2 separate regions of the Mus musculus genome follow, and region 2 is linked to region 1. A link is a contact called in public Hi-C data. All regions are on one chromosome and are shown on one strand. The core of a region is the stretch at or near the end of the contact, and the rest is flanking DNA. Distances in the headings are between cores, read along the strand shown. Region 1 overlaps Gm35880 (a long non-coding RNA gene). Region 2 has its middle 110 kb from the start of Gm35803.

What was found. A called contact is a pair of places that touch in the nucleus more often than the background predicts.
Region 2: a contact with region 1 is called in a Hi-C map of bone marrow-derived macrophages, with 20 read pairs. The contact joins two enhancer-like sites. A contact is called at or near these places in 1 of 484 Hi-C or Micro-C datasets (bone marrow-derived macrophages), 1 of 115 datasets of contacts at active chromatin or transcription factors (bone marrow-derived macrophages) and 1 of 9 other capture datasets (macrophages).

Annotation. Positions count from the first base shown.
Region 1 is chr1:64,184,804-64,191,845 of GRCm38.p6, forward strand. The region is part of intron 1 of Gm35880 (a long non-coding RNA gene); the gene reads left to right. Among named protein-coding and RNA genes, the nearest start is that of Gm35880, 67 kb to the left of the region's middle. Within about 2 kb of position 4,873, at least 105 of the 459 cell types and tissues checked have an H3K27ac peak or open chromatin away from gene starts, as enhancers often do. A contact at or near this core is called in bone marrow-derived macrophages, where this site is marked.
Region 2 is chr1:64,387,285-64,394,437 of GRCm38.p6, forward strand. No RefSeq gene overlaps it. Among named protein-coding and RNA genes, the nearest start is that of Gm35803, 110 kb to the left of the region's middle. Within about 2 kb of position 3,112, at least 3 of the 459 cell types and tissues checked have an H3K27ac peak or open chromatin away from gene starts, as enhancers often do. A contact at or near this core is called in bone marrow-derived macrophages, where this site is marked.

The DNA of each region.
Region 1 (7,042 bases), core at 3,623-6,122:
AAGTTCTGAATTCATGTAGTTGAATCCTTCTTAACAGTCTGCTTTACGGGAACCTTTATTACCGCGACCCGCAGTTCTGGTTCTGGAATGAGGGATCTTCCTTGCGCCAGTCCCGAGTTTTTTCTCGTCCCGGAATTCGGCACCAATTCTTATTAGACGCGTGCTCACGCCCGGCCAGGAAGAACACAGCAAACCAAAATCTTCTGCGGCAAAACTTTATTGCTTACATCTTCAGGAGCAAGAGTGTAAGAAGCAAGAGTGCGAGAAAACGAAACCCCGTCCCTATTAAGGAGAATTATCCTTCGCCTAGGACGTGTCACTCCCTGATTGGCTGCAGCCCATCGGCCGAGTTGACGTCACGGGGAAGGCAGAGCACATGGAGTGGAGAACCACCCTCGGCACATGCGCAGATTATTTGTTTACCACTTAGAACACAGCTGTCAGCGCCATCTTGTAACGGCGAATGTGGGCGCGGCTCCCAACAACCCAACACTGGTTGAACCTAAAGAGCCTGAGATTAGTTAGTGACCCAGGAGAAAATAAAATACTATAATTCTAGTAGGAGAACATTCCTATAAAATGATTCCTAATGACACTACACTATACTTGTAAATCAGTGCCTTGCCCAGCCATCTTCAGAGAAGCTTCCTCCAGCAGTAGATGGAAACAGATACAGAGACCCACAGCCAGACAATAAATAGAGAGTAAGAGACCTTGGAACACTCAGCCCTAAATGGGATGTCTCCATCATATCCCTCATTTCAGGGCTCAGAGAACCCATTGAAGAAGAGGCAGAAAGAGTATAAGAGGCAGAGGGGGTGGAGGACACCAAGAGAACAAGGCCCTCTAAACCAACAGGATTGATGCACACATGAACTCACAGAGACTGTGGCAGCAGTGGGCACTGGGCTTACATGGGTCTACACCAGATGGGGGTCCTAGGGCTGAAAGGAGAAGGAGACATATGACTCCAGCCCTAACCAGAAGCTATTGATAACCACTTGAGTGATAACCACTTGCAAATGAAAATTTAGATCTCTTTAAGGGAATTGTACTTGGGAAACAAACTACACTTAAGGTTGGGCTGCATGCCCCACAGTAGATGGTCAAACTCATTGGCATCTTTGGGGTTTCCTTGTCCCAAAATGGTGTCAGAGCTTTTGTATTTAATCTTATTTTTTATTTTTAAAATGTTATTTGTATTTTTTTCTCTTTGGTTCTCTGGGTACATATTATAACTTTCAGTTTAGGGCTTTTGTGTGATGCTTGAGTGGGAGAAAAAAGTGGGTCTCTGATTCTTGTGCCTTCTCTTGGGCTCTTTTACTTGTGCTTGCTTGTTTTGTGCTTTTCCAGTGTGTTAGTTTTTGTTTTTATCTCATTATATCTTATTCTGTTATTACCCCCTTAGAAATCTGTTTGTTTTCTAGTGAGAGACAGAAAGGGGGGTGAACCAGATGGGAGGGCAAGGGAGGTAGAACTGGGGGGAGTAGAGGGACGGGAACTATAATCAGGATCCATTATGTGAGAAAAAAATCTATTTTCGATAAAAAGAAAAGCAAAGAAGATGTACATTTAATATGTATAAATCCCTAGTGGGAGAACTGGAGGGAAATGGTGAGCTTTGTGACACTTAGTGGATAGTGAAGAACATAAGGTGTGTCTTGCCATGATGTTTCTCGTTACTTGATTTTCCTACCCGTCATAGATCGATGATTCAAAGGAGTGACAGTGAATATGGCCTAGTCCTTAGCCCTCAACAAAATCTTCCTTTACCACCAAAACAGATACCTTGAAATTAATTTCAAGCCCTTCACTAGCCTTGGAGCTGAGCAGCAGTACAAATCTCTCTCCTATGGTATGCCTATAAAAGAAGCTCATGTGACTAACCTTAATATTGGATTTATTTTCATCTCCCCTACAGTAAGTTTGGATAGTCAAGAGAAGACCTCTTATCCACCCAGATGCTGCTCACCTTTGCCATATCTCCAAAAGACAACAGTGTTTGATCTACCCAGCTGAATTAATTTGGAAGGAAATTTTTACTTCTGATATTCTAGTAAGAAACCCTGTCTTTTAGCTATTGCTGTTTTCCTGTTTGGTTCTTTGGTAGACTTCAAGGCTTTAATTTTCTTCCCCAGACCAAGTCATTCTCGTGTCTTTCATCCTCTCTCTTGAGATTTACATATTAATCTTCTAATGTGGATATGTGCTTCTTCTCCGTTGCGTGTGTCTTCCTCTGAGTTCAGAAACACAGGAAAGTAGCCATGATGTGAGTAACGTTCTAATCCCTGAGCAGTATACACTGATCACCAAGTCAGAGGGGCGAGTAGATACTCGGGTGCAACTTGATCCTTCACCTTTGCCCAGGGGAAATGACAATTTTCCTTCAATAGGACATGTAGTTAGATCTTCATAATCATATTTTCCTGCATTCATTACTTAAAAAGAAATAAAGATGGTTAATGTTCTCAGACTTTTTTTTTCTTTGTTATTTTTTACAAAGGAAAATGAGTACCCGTGCATCACTAATATCCCGAGCATATGTTTCATCCCCCTGCTGGGTCATCCACACTGGGTGGCATCTCAGTTTGCTTTTGAGTCAGGAGATGTCTTTGACTTTGGGCTACATAGTGTAGATACCAGAATAACACTGTGGACACTTTTGTGTGTTCATTGTGAGCAAATCCCTTTCCCAACCCGGTGTCAAATGGGTCATGTCTGAAAACACAATTCAGATTTCTTTACTACAGATTATTCACTTTATCTGTATTTATCTTTAGCTGAAATTATCCCAGGGAACCTTTGTGTTGAAAGCACAAAATGATATGAAAAGTCAAGGGCTTTTTTTTTTTTAAGCAAATCTGAAAGCAGGTGTTGGAAGCAGAAAAATCATTCCTTGAACTCCCCAGGAGTTGATCAAAGAGGCAGCCATAAATTGCAACAAAAGCAGAGATCCACTCTGCTCTGAAAGCCAGCCAGCAACATTGGAAATGTTTCCTTATTTATTCCATTAATTCTGTGATAGCAATCTCTACTGACAAGATTTGCAAATCTAATCATTTATTAATGAAACCTGTCTCGTGGATTGTACCCAAGATCCTCCTGAGGTCCCAGCTTCTATGTGGCCACAGCCCTTTGCTGGCTACAAGCTTGTTGTCTTGACAGAACGTGACATTGGAATTTCTGAGATTCTCAGGAGAACACCCACTCTGATAGAGCTTATGACTATATTCAAAGATGGCCGCCGGGCACAGCCTTGCTCCAAGGACCAGCCTACTGACCAATTTTCAGGATCCACACAGCAAACATTGTTTCTTCTGTGCACAGAGAACATTCTCTGTACATCCCAGTCCAACATGTGTGGTTTTAGATTTTGCTGCAGACAGGAATGAAGAATTGGACCTGCGTTTGCATTACTGTTACTCACCCTGACAAAGATAAGATTGACCCGACTCTTGACTAAGACATTGATTTTTTTTCCTAGAAATTTTACTGTGGTTTCAGATACTTCCAAAATATCACCCTGTTTCCTTGGCGACCGTCTAAGCTTTATTCCCTATGAACCGACGTGGCATGATTCATCAGTGAACAGCCAGCAGCAGCCACCCGGTTTACAGACTTCCTAAAGATTTCCTGGAAAGAAATTCTTGCCCTGAGCTCTTTCAAAGGCTCTCTGTTTTTGATGTTTCACAGAACATAGCTCAAAGTGATAACAATAATAATAATAATAATAATAATAATAATAATAATTCTGTAACATGTCCATGAGGAACAGCAGTATTGATGGAGATAATGAAATGCAGAAATGAAAACCCCTCAGCAACACTCCCTCACATGTGCCTAAGCTCTGTTCATTAATCTCTGATAATTAGACTTTTTTGCAGAGGTTAACAGCAGTGGCACATGGTAATTAAGGACTCCATCACTACCAAAGGGATTGGAATGCTTCTAGTGTGACACATGTCCGGCTTTCAGTATGTGTTATGTTTGCTTTAAGTATGAATTCCCTATGTAAGAAGTGTATTGTGTGCATGTGTGTGTGCATGTATGTGTGTGTGTGTGTGTGTGTGTGTGTGTGTGTGTGTGTAGAGAGAGAGAGGGAGGGAGGGAGGGAGGAGGGAAGAGAAATCCATGATCTTATATTAACTTCTTCAGTGAAAGTTAACAAAGTATTTTAGTTGTAAACTAAATAAAAGAACGACCTATTGCTTGGATCATCAATTTTTTTTTGGCTTGGCGATGTGACCTTAGCGAGGTTTCAGATGCCCTTTGCCTCAGTTTCTCCATCTGTAAGATGCTGTGGTTATAAACTCTTTAGAGTTTTATAATTTAATAATGATATCCATCAAAATTGCTAGAATTCACTGATGATATACATTATGCCATGTGCTGTTCTGAGCCCATATATGTCCTCAAAACATTTCAGAGCAAAAGGGGTTGAATAGGCTGCCAGTACTACTTAATTCACTTTGAGATATCCAAGTCACTCAAGAACAAACTTCCCCCAAAGGGTAGTTCATTGGACAACATTCTCCTTTTTCTTCTAGAATGAGAAATACTTACACCTCGTAGCATCTTTACTTTGGTAATAGTAACCATTTGGCTTAGGCTGAATATAGCAGTATGAGTCCATCCGTGAAAGAACCCATTAATAGAGACTCACAAGATGAAGAAGATAGCTACTTCATCTCTGAGCTGTTTTGGTTATTGGGCTAAATGAGAGGTACACGGGACCCCCAACCCCGCCAGAGAGATGGTTTATCTTGGCACCCAGCTGTGAGTGCAGTCCAGCAAGGCAGGACTGCCTGGGCTGTGGCAGCAGGAGAGTGAAGCAGCTGGCCACAGGGTAGCTGTGGACAGGAAGCAGACTGCGATGAATGCTGGCACTCAGCACGCTCTCTCCCTCACTTCCTCCTTTTTATTCAGCTCAGCACCCCAGTCCATAAAATGGTACTGACCAAGTTCAGGCTGTATCGCCCGCTCCAGTTAAACCTTCATGGAAATGCCCTCATGGACATGCTCAGAGAGGAGGCTCCTAAGTTAATCTAAGTTAATTGACAATGAAGATGAACTATCTCCTATCCCTTCCTCTCTCCCTTTTTTGCTCTGTAATGTCACAAACTGCATATCTGCATACTTAAAACTGATATTGGTTGGATATTTTTTTCAAGGCAAGGGAGGGAAGAAGGAAGTTTCTAATCCTTAACCCCCCCCCCCCCACACACACACACAAAGTCTGACTTTCAAAGGTCTCAGGTCCTAAGAGGGAGAGAGATTTTGCCTGTATTTTAAGTTTTGTTTTGTTTTGTTTTGTTTTTCCAGACTAAGTCAAAAAGTAAACTGAGCTAGCTGCCTCGCCCCAGGAATGGGGTTTATTTCTATCCAGTGTTTCAGGATCGCCCCCCTGGTGTCTTTAGTCATGCTCTAGCTGAAGCCAAGAGTGAGGGTTTCAGTGGCAAGTAAAAGCCCCTCGCTGGAGCCTGGCAGAGTTTCCATAGCAGCTGGCCCCTCCATTAGCAGTTTCCAACCCCTCTCCCCAGATGAGTGTGAATGGGCAGGCTGGCACTTGCTCCTCCGGATTCTCCTTTTACTTTTATTGGGGGAGGGGGCTTTTAAAAGATTGACACTTCCACAGAAAGAAGAGGAAGAGGCGGAGATGGGAGGGAGGGAGGAAGAGAGAGGGAAAGGAGAGAGAGAGAGAGAGAGAGAGAGAGAGAGAGAGAGAGAGAGAGACACTTGGTTTTGTCCCAGTTCCATTTCCTCCTGATTTCCTTTGTAAAAGCAACCTTCAACTTCTGTATGCTGACACCATTACCTGGAACAGCAATCTGAGCCCATATAGTCTTGCTCTCCTCAAGTGTGGTGAAGACAGAGAGACAGTTATTTGACAATAAGTGACATATTTCTGGCAGGGTTTTCTATTCAAACATCGAAAGGAGATAGAAGATTTAACAAAAAATAGCCAATACTATGCTACTGCTATGTGCTATTCCGTGTACTTGTTTTTAATAAAAAACAAAACCAACCAAACAAACAAACAAAAACCCCCAAGCCATTGGTTTGTACTGAATTCCTTACTGCACCACATCCAACAGCCCAAACCAAATGGCGTCACTCAACCAAGACAGAACTAGGTTGCTTATCTGACCTCCTAAAAAAAAATCAGAAGAGAGAAATGAGCAGTCCTCTCACTTTGTTCTCCACTTCTGCCTTTCTGTTCCCTTGATTAGAACACTCACTGTCATATAGAAGGAGGTGCTTTGATTCTGGAGTCGCCATGAAAGGGCAAGTAAGAGCTTTAAACTTATCTTGATGTAATTTGGTTTGGGGCCAACTTGTTTGTACTGGAGATTTTGAAAACTCGTGTAAATCTCCTCATGCTGACTGGCTTCCATGCATGAGCTATTCTTTCCATTTGCCTGTTGCCAGATTAACCTGGGAGAAAGTAGAATCTCACCCTTTCCTCTTCTTCTAGGACTTTTTCCTCACTTAATCCTAACACAAAGGGTCCTTCTCTCCCAGTTTAGAGTGGTGGATCTGCCTTTGTAGAATAAGAGATCTTCATGTGCTGGGCCTGGCACAGATGAACTTGGAAGAGAAAGGATGAAAGCAGCCATGGTTTGGCTTTGCAGTAAGGGAAAACCAAGCTCTAACAACGACAACAAAGATTGAGAGAAAAAATGATTCTTCTTGTTAAAGTAAATTAATTAGTTGGATTTATATGAGGAGACAGAAGGGAAGGAGCCAGGCTGTGTCCCACATTAATAACTCCCTCAGGAGAAGCCAGATTGGATTGAAAGAGGAGGACGGGGGAGGGGCCTTCATGCCACCTTGGAAGGGAAGGATCTTGGGTTTTCCTCTTTTTGCACTCTGTCACCCCTGCAGACACAAGCACATATCCTGAGCCTGACATGAAAATGATGTCATCTTTCTTTTTGACTCACCAACCAGACTACATTAATCCCCCACAGCGTGAGGGCCAGCAGGAGGCTGCTTAAGGGACTTCAGGCCTGTGAATAAATGATGACCCAGTGGTTAGGGG
Region 2 (7,153 bases), core at 1,862-4,361, 200 kb after region 1:
GGCCTAAAAGCAGCAATCACCCACTTTGGGCAAAGTCCATATCTTTTAATTGTACCTTATACCGCTGCACAGGTTCAAACCTTGGCAGCCGCATCTAATGATTGGGCAGTTTTAGTTACCTCCTTTTCAGGAAAAATAGATAACCATTATCCAAAACATCCAATCTTACAGTTTGCCCAAAATCAATCTGTTGTGTTTCCACAAATAACAGTAAGAAACCCACTTAAAAATGGGATTGTGGTATATACTGATGGATCAAAAACTGGCATAGGTGCCTATGTGGCTAATGGTAAAGTGGTATCCAAACAATATAATGAAAATTCACCTCAAGTGGTAGAATGTTTAGTGGTCTTAGAAGTTTTAAAAACCTTTTTAAAACCCCTTAATATTGTGTCAGATTCCTATTATGTGGTTAATGCAGTAAATCTTTTAGAAGTGGCTGGAGTGATTAAGCCTTCCAGTAGAGTTGCCAATATTTTTCAGCAGATACAATTAGTTTTGTTATCTAGAAGATCTCCTGTTTATATTACTCATGTTAGAGCCCATTCAGGCCTACCTGGCCCCATGGCTCTGGGAAATGATTTGGCAGATAAGGCCACTAAAGTGGTGGCTGCTGCCCTATCATCCCCGGTAGAGGCTGCAAGAAATTTTCATAATAATTTTCATGTGACGGCTGAAACATTACGCAGTCGTTTCTCCTTGACAAGAAAAGAAGCCCGTGACATTGTTACTCAATGTCAAAGCTGCTGTGAGTTCTTGCCAGTTCCTCATGTGGGAATTAACCCACGCGGTATTCGACCTCTACAGGTCTGGCAAATGGATGTTACACATGTTTCTTCCTTTGGAAAATTTCAATATCTCCATGTGTCCATTGACACATGTTCTGGCATCATGTTTGCTTCTCCGTTAACCGGAGTAAAAGCCTCACATGTGATTCAACATTGTCTTGAGGCATGGAGTGCTTGGGGGAAACCCAGACTCCTTAAGACTGATAATGGACCAGCTTACACGTCTCAAAAATTTCAGCAGTTCTGCCGTCAGATGGACGTAACCCACCTGACTGGACTTCCGTACAACCCTCAAGGACAGGGTATTGTTGAGCGTGCGCATCGCACCCTCAAAGCCTATCTTATAAAACAGAAGAGGGGAACTTTTGAGGAGACTGTACCCCGAGCACCAAGAGTGTCGGTGTCTTTGGCACTCTTTACACTCAATTTTTTAAATATTGATGCTCATGGCCATACTGCGGCTGAACGTCATTGTTCAGAGCCAGATAGGCCCAATGAGATGGTTAAATGGAAAAATGTCCTTGATAATAAATGGTATGGCCCGGATCCTATCTTGATAAGATCCAGGGGAGCTATCTGTGTTTTCCCACAGAATGAAGACAACCCATTTTGGGTACCGGAAAGACTCACCCGAAAAATCCAGACTGACCAAGGGAATACTAATGTCCCTCGTCTTGGTGATGTCCAGGGCGTCAATAATAAAGAGAGAGCAGCGTTGGGGGATAATGTCGACATTTCCACTCCCAATGACGGTGATGTATAATGCTCAAGTATTCTCCTGCTTTTTTACCACTAACTAGGAACTGGGTTTGGCCTTAATTCAGACAGCCTTGGCTCTGTCTGGACAGGTCCAGATGACTGACACCATTAACACTTTGTCAGCCTCAGTGACTACAGTCATAGATGAACAGGCCTCAGCTAATGTCAAGATACAGAGAGGTCTCATGCTGGTTAATCAACTCATAGATCTTGTCCAGATACAACTAGATGTATTATGACAAATAACTCAGCAGGGATGTGAACAAAAGTTTCCGGGATTGTGTGTTATTTCCATTCAGTATGTTAAATTTACTAGGGCAGCTAATTTGTCAAAAAGTCTTTTTCAGTATATGTTACAGAATTGGATGGCTGAATTTAAACAGATCCTTCGGGAATTGAGACTTCAGGTCAACTCCACGCGCTTGGACCTGTCGCTGACCAAAGGATTACCCAATTGGATCTCCTCAGCATTTTCTTTCTTTAAAAAAATGGGTGGGATTAATATTATTTGGAGATACACTTTGCTGTGGATTAGTGTTGCTTCTTTGATTGGTCTGTAAGCTTAAGGCCTAAACTAAGAGAGACAAGGTGGTTATTGCCCAGGCGCTTGCAGGACTAGAACATGGAGCTTCCCCTGATATATCTATGCTTAGGCAATAGGTCGCTGGCCACTCAGCTCTTATATCTCACGAGGCTAGTCTCATTGCACGAGATAGAGTGAGTGTGCTTCAGCAGCCCGAGAGAGTTGCAAGGCTAAGCACTGCAATGGAAAGGCTCTGCGGCATATATGAGCCTATTCTAGGGAGACATGTCATCTTTCATGAAGGTTCAGTGTCCTAGTTCCCTTCCCCCAGGCAAAACGACACGGGAGCAGGTCAGGGTTGCTCTGGGTAAAAGCCTGTAAGCCTAAGAGCTAATCCTGTACATGGCTCCTTTACCTACACACTGGGGATTTGACCTCTATCTCCACTCTCATTAATATGGGTGGCCTATTTGCTCTTATTAAAAGAAAAAGGGGGAACTGTGGGAAGCCGCCCCCACATTCGCCGTCACAAGATGGCGCTGACATCCTGTGTTCTAAGTTGGTAAACAAATAATTTGCGCATGAGCCAAGGGTATTTACGACTACTTGTACTCTGTTTTTCCCGTGAACGTCAGCTCGGCCATGGGCTGCAGCCAATCAGGGAGTGATGCGTCCTAGGCAATTGTTGTTCTCTTTTAAATAGAAGGGGTTTCGTTTTTCTCTCTCTCTTGCTTCTTACACTCTGGCCCCAAAAAGATGTAAGCAATAAAGCTTTGCCGTAGAAGATTCTGGTTGTTGTGTTCTTCCTGGCCGGTCGTGAGAACGCGACGAATAACAGGATTATATACCCCAAGAACCTGCCCTAGTTACCTACTTCCTTCAGCTATACCCCAGTTCCCATGTTTCTACAACCTCTCAAAAATAACACCTGTGAACTAGGGACTAATGTCTTGAGACCCAGCCTCTAGAAGATAAGATTCAAACTACAACATGGTTGTGGTGCTCATGGGTGCTCATCATCAAGGGAAGAGCCGACGACACATCAAAAAGTATCAAAAAGCAGAACCAAGGCCAGAAGGAACTGGGTGGAGGTTAAGAGGGTGGCAGACTCTAAGAAATCAGAATGTAATGTAGAAGAAGATTGTATTGGGTGTGACTGCTCCAGCTACTGCCCCTAGAACCCATAGCCAGAGGAGCTTCCCACAGGCCTAAAGGTAGGAATAGTGAGCTGTTGGCTATTCTATCCCTATTTACCATATTAATTCTCCCTGGGAGAGAAGGAAATGCAGGCCACTCCTAGAAATTGCAGAAGAGCTCCTCCAAAGTCTACAAAATGCTCTGAAGACTCGGGGAACATTGCAGAAGTGGTAAGGGGGTGTAAGAGCCAGAGGCTCAGGAAATGGTGAGACTGAATTCCCTACCACCTACACCCATAAAATCTCACCAATGTGACTGCCCGAACATGAGCTAAACCAAAGATGCACTGAAAAGCAGGCCAAAATGAATGGAGAAAAGCCCTCAAGGACTCAACCCTACACAGAGAACCACAGGCTACTGAGTAAATCTGTGGAGCAAGAGAGATGGTCCTTCCCATGGAAGAACACACCAAGTGGTTATCCAATGCCAAATGATCTGCCCTAAAACATATATACAAACATTATTATATGGAATCAACAGGTTATATCTAGGAATGTATGTGCATATATGTACAAATATCCAACAACAATGAAAAAAGAGGCTATGAACTTGAAGGAGACTGGAGAGGGGTATATGGGAGGACTTAGAGGCATAAGGGAAGGAATAAACATTGTAATTAAATCACAATCTCAAAAATCAACAGCCACAACAAAAACCACCAACAAACAGAAATCAACTGGAAAATCAATGAGTGCAATTGCTGACACTTGCATTTTGCAAAACATCCAAGACTAAGTATCTGTCAATGTGTATGCAGTTTCACACATTCACACACATAATAAGGGGTGCTGGGGGCTCCTAGATCTGGGTATGGCTTGTGAAGAGTCAGGGATCCAGGAAGTCATGTGCCACACTATACAGGTGAGTAGATGAACAAGAGGCACCACAGGATCAGAAACCCACAGGCATCGCTAGTGACCTCCATAAAAGGCCCCAGTCCCCAATGGTCACTTTTCAGATACACCAACCCCTCCTGCAGCATCTCTAGCAATCCACTTCCGACTGCCTTTTTATGACTTAACAACACAGTTTTTCCTCGAATTTTATGGCATTTCATTAAAGCCGCCAGAAGGTGATACTGCCCCTTTTTCTAGGAGTGAAATAAATTCCAGTTTTATCGCTTCTGGAAATGCCGGAGCAGCTGTCAGGACATTTGATAGATTTTCTCAATTACATCTCTTGTGGAGCATTTTATACTTACATCTGCACCTCAGCCCCACGCGGAACATGCGCAGCTTTGCTCCTCTCTCTTGTGTCTTGTGCATCTTTTTTTGGTTTAATGACCAATTTATTATTTTTCCCTTTTATTTCTCTTTACTCCTTTTTTTTCTGCATTCTGTTTCTCTTTTTTGCTGTTTGGATTAGAGAATGTTATATTTCTCATAGAAATTAACATTCCTCATAGAAGAGAAGGGATGGAGAACTAACAAGAACCTATAGAAGAAAAGAAGAAAATCTGTTAAAATTTAAAAGCAAATCAATTTTCCCTTTGGGGAGTTTACTGTTAATGTAGAGCCCAGTTTGCACATGCAGTATTTATTAACGTGACATGACATATGTTGGGGTTTTCCCTCCTAATGGGATAGAAAACTCTGGTTGTGTGACTTTTCACACTAATAAAGCTCTTCGTTGGTGGCTTCATTATCAAAACAGAGACTATCATCTGTCTCAGATAACTTCGTGGATTATTCAGTACTGCAGAAGCATAGTCCTGGTGGATGTTAAATAAATAAAAGAGGTTAATGTGCAACAAAGACCAAACCAGTAGAATGTGCAGCCGGGCTATGGATGGGGTAGGAACCACTTCTTTGATCTAAGTGTATCTTTTGTGGTTGTTGGTGGTGATGGTGTTATTTTTGTTGTTGCTGCTGCTGCTGCTGGTGGGGAGTTTTAATTTGTTAGACATAGTTCCTTTTTGGTGCACTTTTGGTTTTGTTGTTGGGGATGATAAGTGTTCATGTGAGTACTAGTGTATGTGTGAGTGCTAGTGTGTTTGGAGGCCAGAGATAAACTTCAGAAGTTGCTTTTCAGTAGCTATCCACCTTGTTTATAGAGACAGGACCTCTCACTGTTAAGAGAGTCTCACTAATTAGGCTACTCTTACTGACCAGTGAGCTCCAGAATTATACCCGTCTCCTCAACTAAACCCACTCAGCATGGGTATTACAAATGCACACCATTATGCCAGGTTGTTTGGGGTTTGTTTGTTTGTTTGTTTGTTTTTGTTTTTTGGTGTTTTGTTTTGTTTAACATTGGTGCTGGAAATCAAAGTCACAACCTTAGGCATGGACAGCAAGCATGTTGTTAACAAAGCCATTTCTTGACTACCTGGTTTGGGTTTTTGACATGGAATTTTTGACAGCTATGTTGCCCCAGCTGGCCTAGAACTCACATGATGCCCTCAAACTCGTGGCAATCCTCCTGCTGTCACCCTATGAGCAAGAGTTACTGGTGAATAACAAAATCTTACTATACATGGTCTTGCCTGCATAGCATACCTACACTCAGAGGGCTGAATCAGGGACAAACCATGAGTTTGAAGCCAACTAGGGCCAACAGTCCTCCTGTATCAGAGGGAGAGGGAGAGAAGGAGAGGGAAAGGGAAAGGGAAAGGGAAAGGGAAAGGGAAAGGGAAAGGGAAAGGGAAAGGGAAAGGGAAAGGGAAAGGGAAAGGGAAAGGGAAAGGGAAAGGGAAAGGGGAAGGAAGAGGGAAAGGGAAAGGGAAAGGGAAAGGGGAAGGAAGAGGGAGAGAGAAAGGGAGAGGGAGAGAGGGAGAGAGAAAGGGAGAGGGAGAGAGGGAGAGGGAGAGAGGGAGAGAGGGAAAGAGAGAGAGAACTTAATAAATATGTGCTGAATGAATGCCCAGAACACAATGCAGTACTTAGGACCAGCTTCATTAAGTTTGCTGTCTTTTTTATTGAAAGAAGTCTAACCTCTCAGGTCCTTCTGGTCATTGACTCTTTTAAAAAGACAACAAATGACCTGACTTCTTCTACTATGAATTAGTTTAATCTGTTCCTGATCTTACATATCGACAGAGTCATGGGATGCTGGCTTACGTTATGACTTCTCAGAACCATCACTGTTGTAAGGTCAACACATGCTGTTACATGATGCTACAGTTTCTCATCTTGCTGTATAATATTCAGTAACACAAACACACCATCACAGTTAGTTATCCTACTTTTGATGGACACTGGGTTCTTTCTAAGCTGGAGCCAAATGAACACTTATTATGAAACTATATGTTTGTGATGTGAGAAGAATTCCACATGTCCTTTGTGTATGTCTTCTGTAATTGGAATGGTAACAAAAGGATAAGCAAATACACAGCTTAGAAAGTTTTACCAAACAACATCAGCAGCAATATTTAGATTCAGCCCCATGTCTTCATGATCATTATTGTTCTCCTTTTAGCATTCGGAAACAGGTGGAGAAATTCCACCATTGCCTTAATTTGCTTGTCTTCAATGGTTAATCAAGGTGATTTATTTTCTCTACTCTGGTTGCTCTGACAGCAACAGAAATTCATTCCTCATGGTTCTTGGTACTAGAATTCTGAACTCAGGGGTTAGCAGAGTTGTGTTCATTTCATAGGGTGTAGGAACAAATCCATTCCTTGACTCTTCTGGGCCCTGGAGACTGTTGGTTTTCCTTGGTCTGCGTTTGTGTTATTGATTTCTTATGACTTCCTTTATTAACCTTAATACAGATACATTGCCAGAGATACTTTCTGCAGTTCTTTGGTCTCTCTCTAACTTGACTTTCAACTCTTGTAATTGTCCCTGGCTCTCACATTTTAATCGATCAATTGGTAGGTTCAGGGAAATCCAGTGACTTTTCCAGATGTGTATCTAATTAGAAAAGAGGACATGTTCTCAACCTT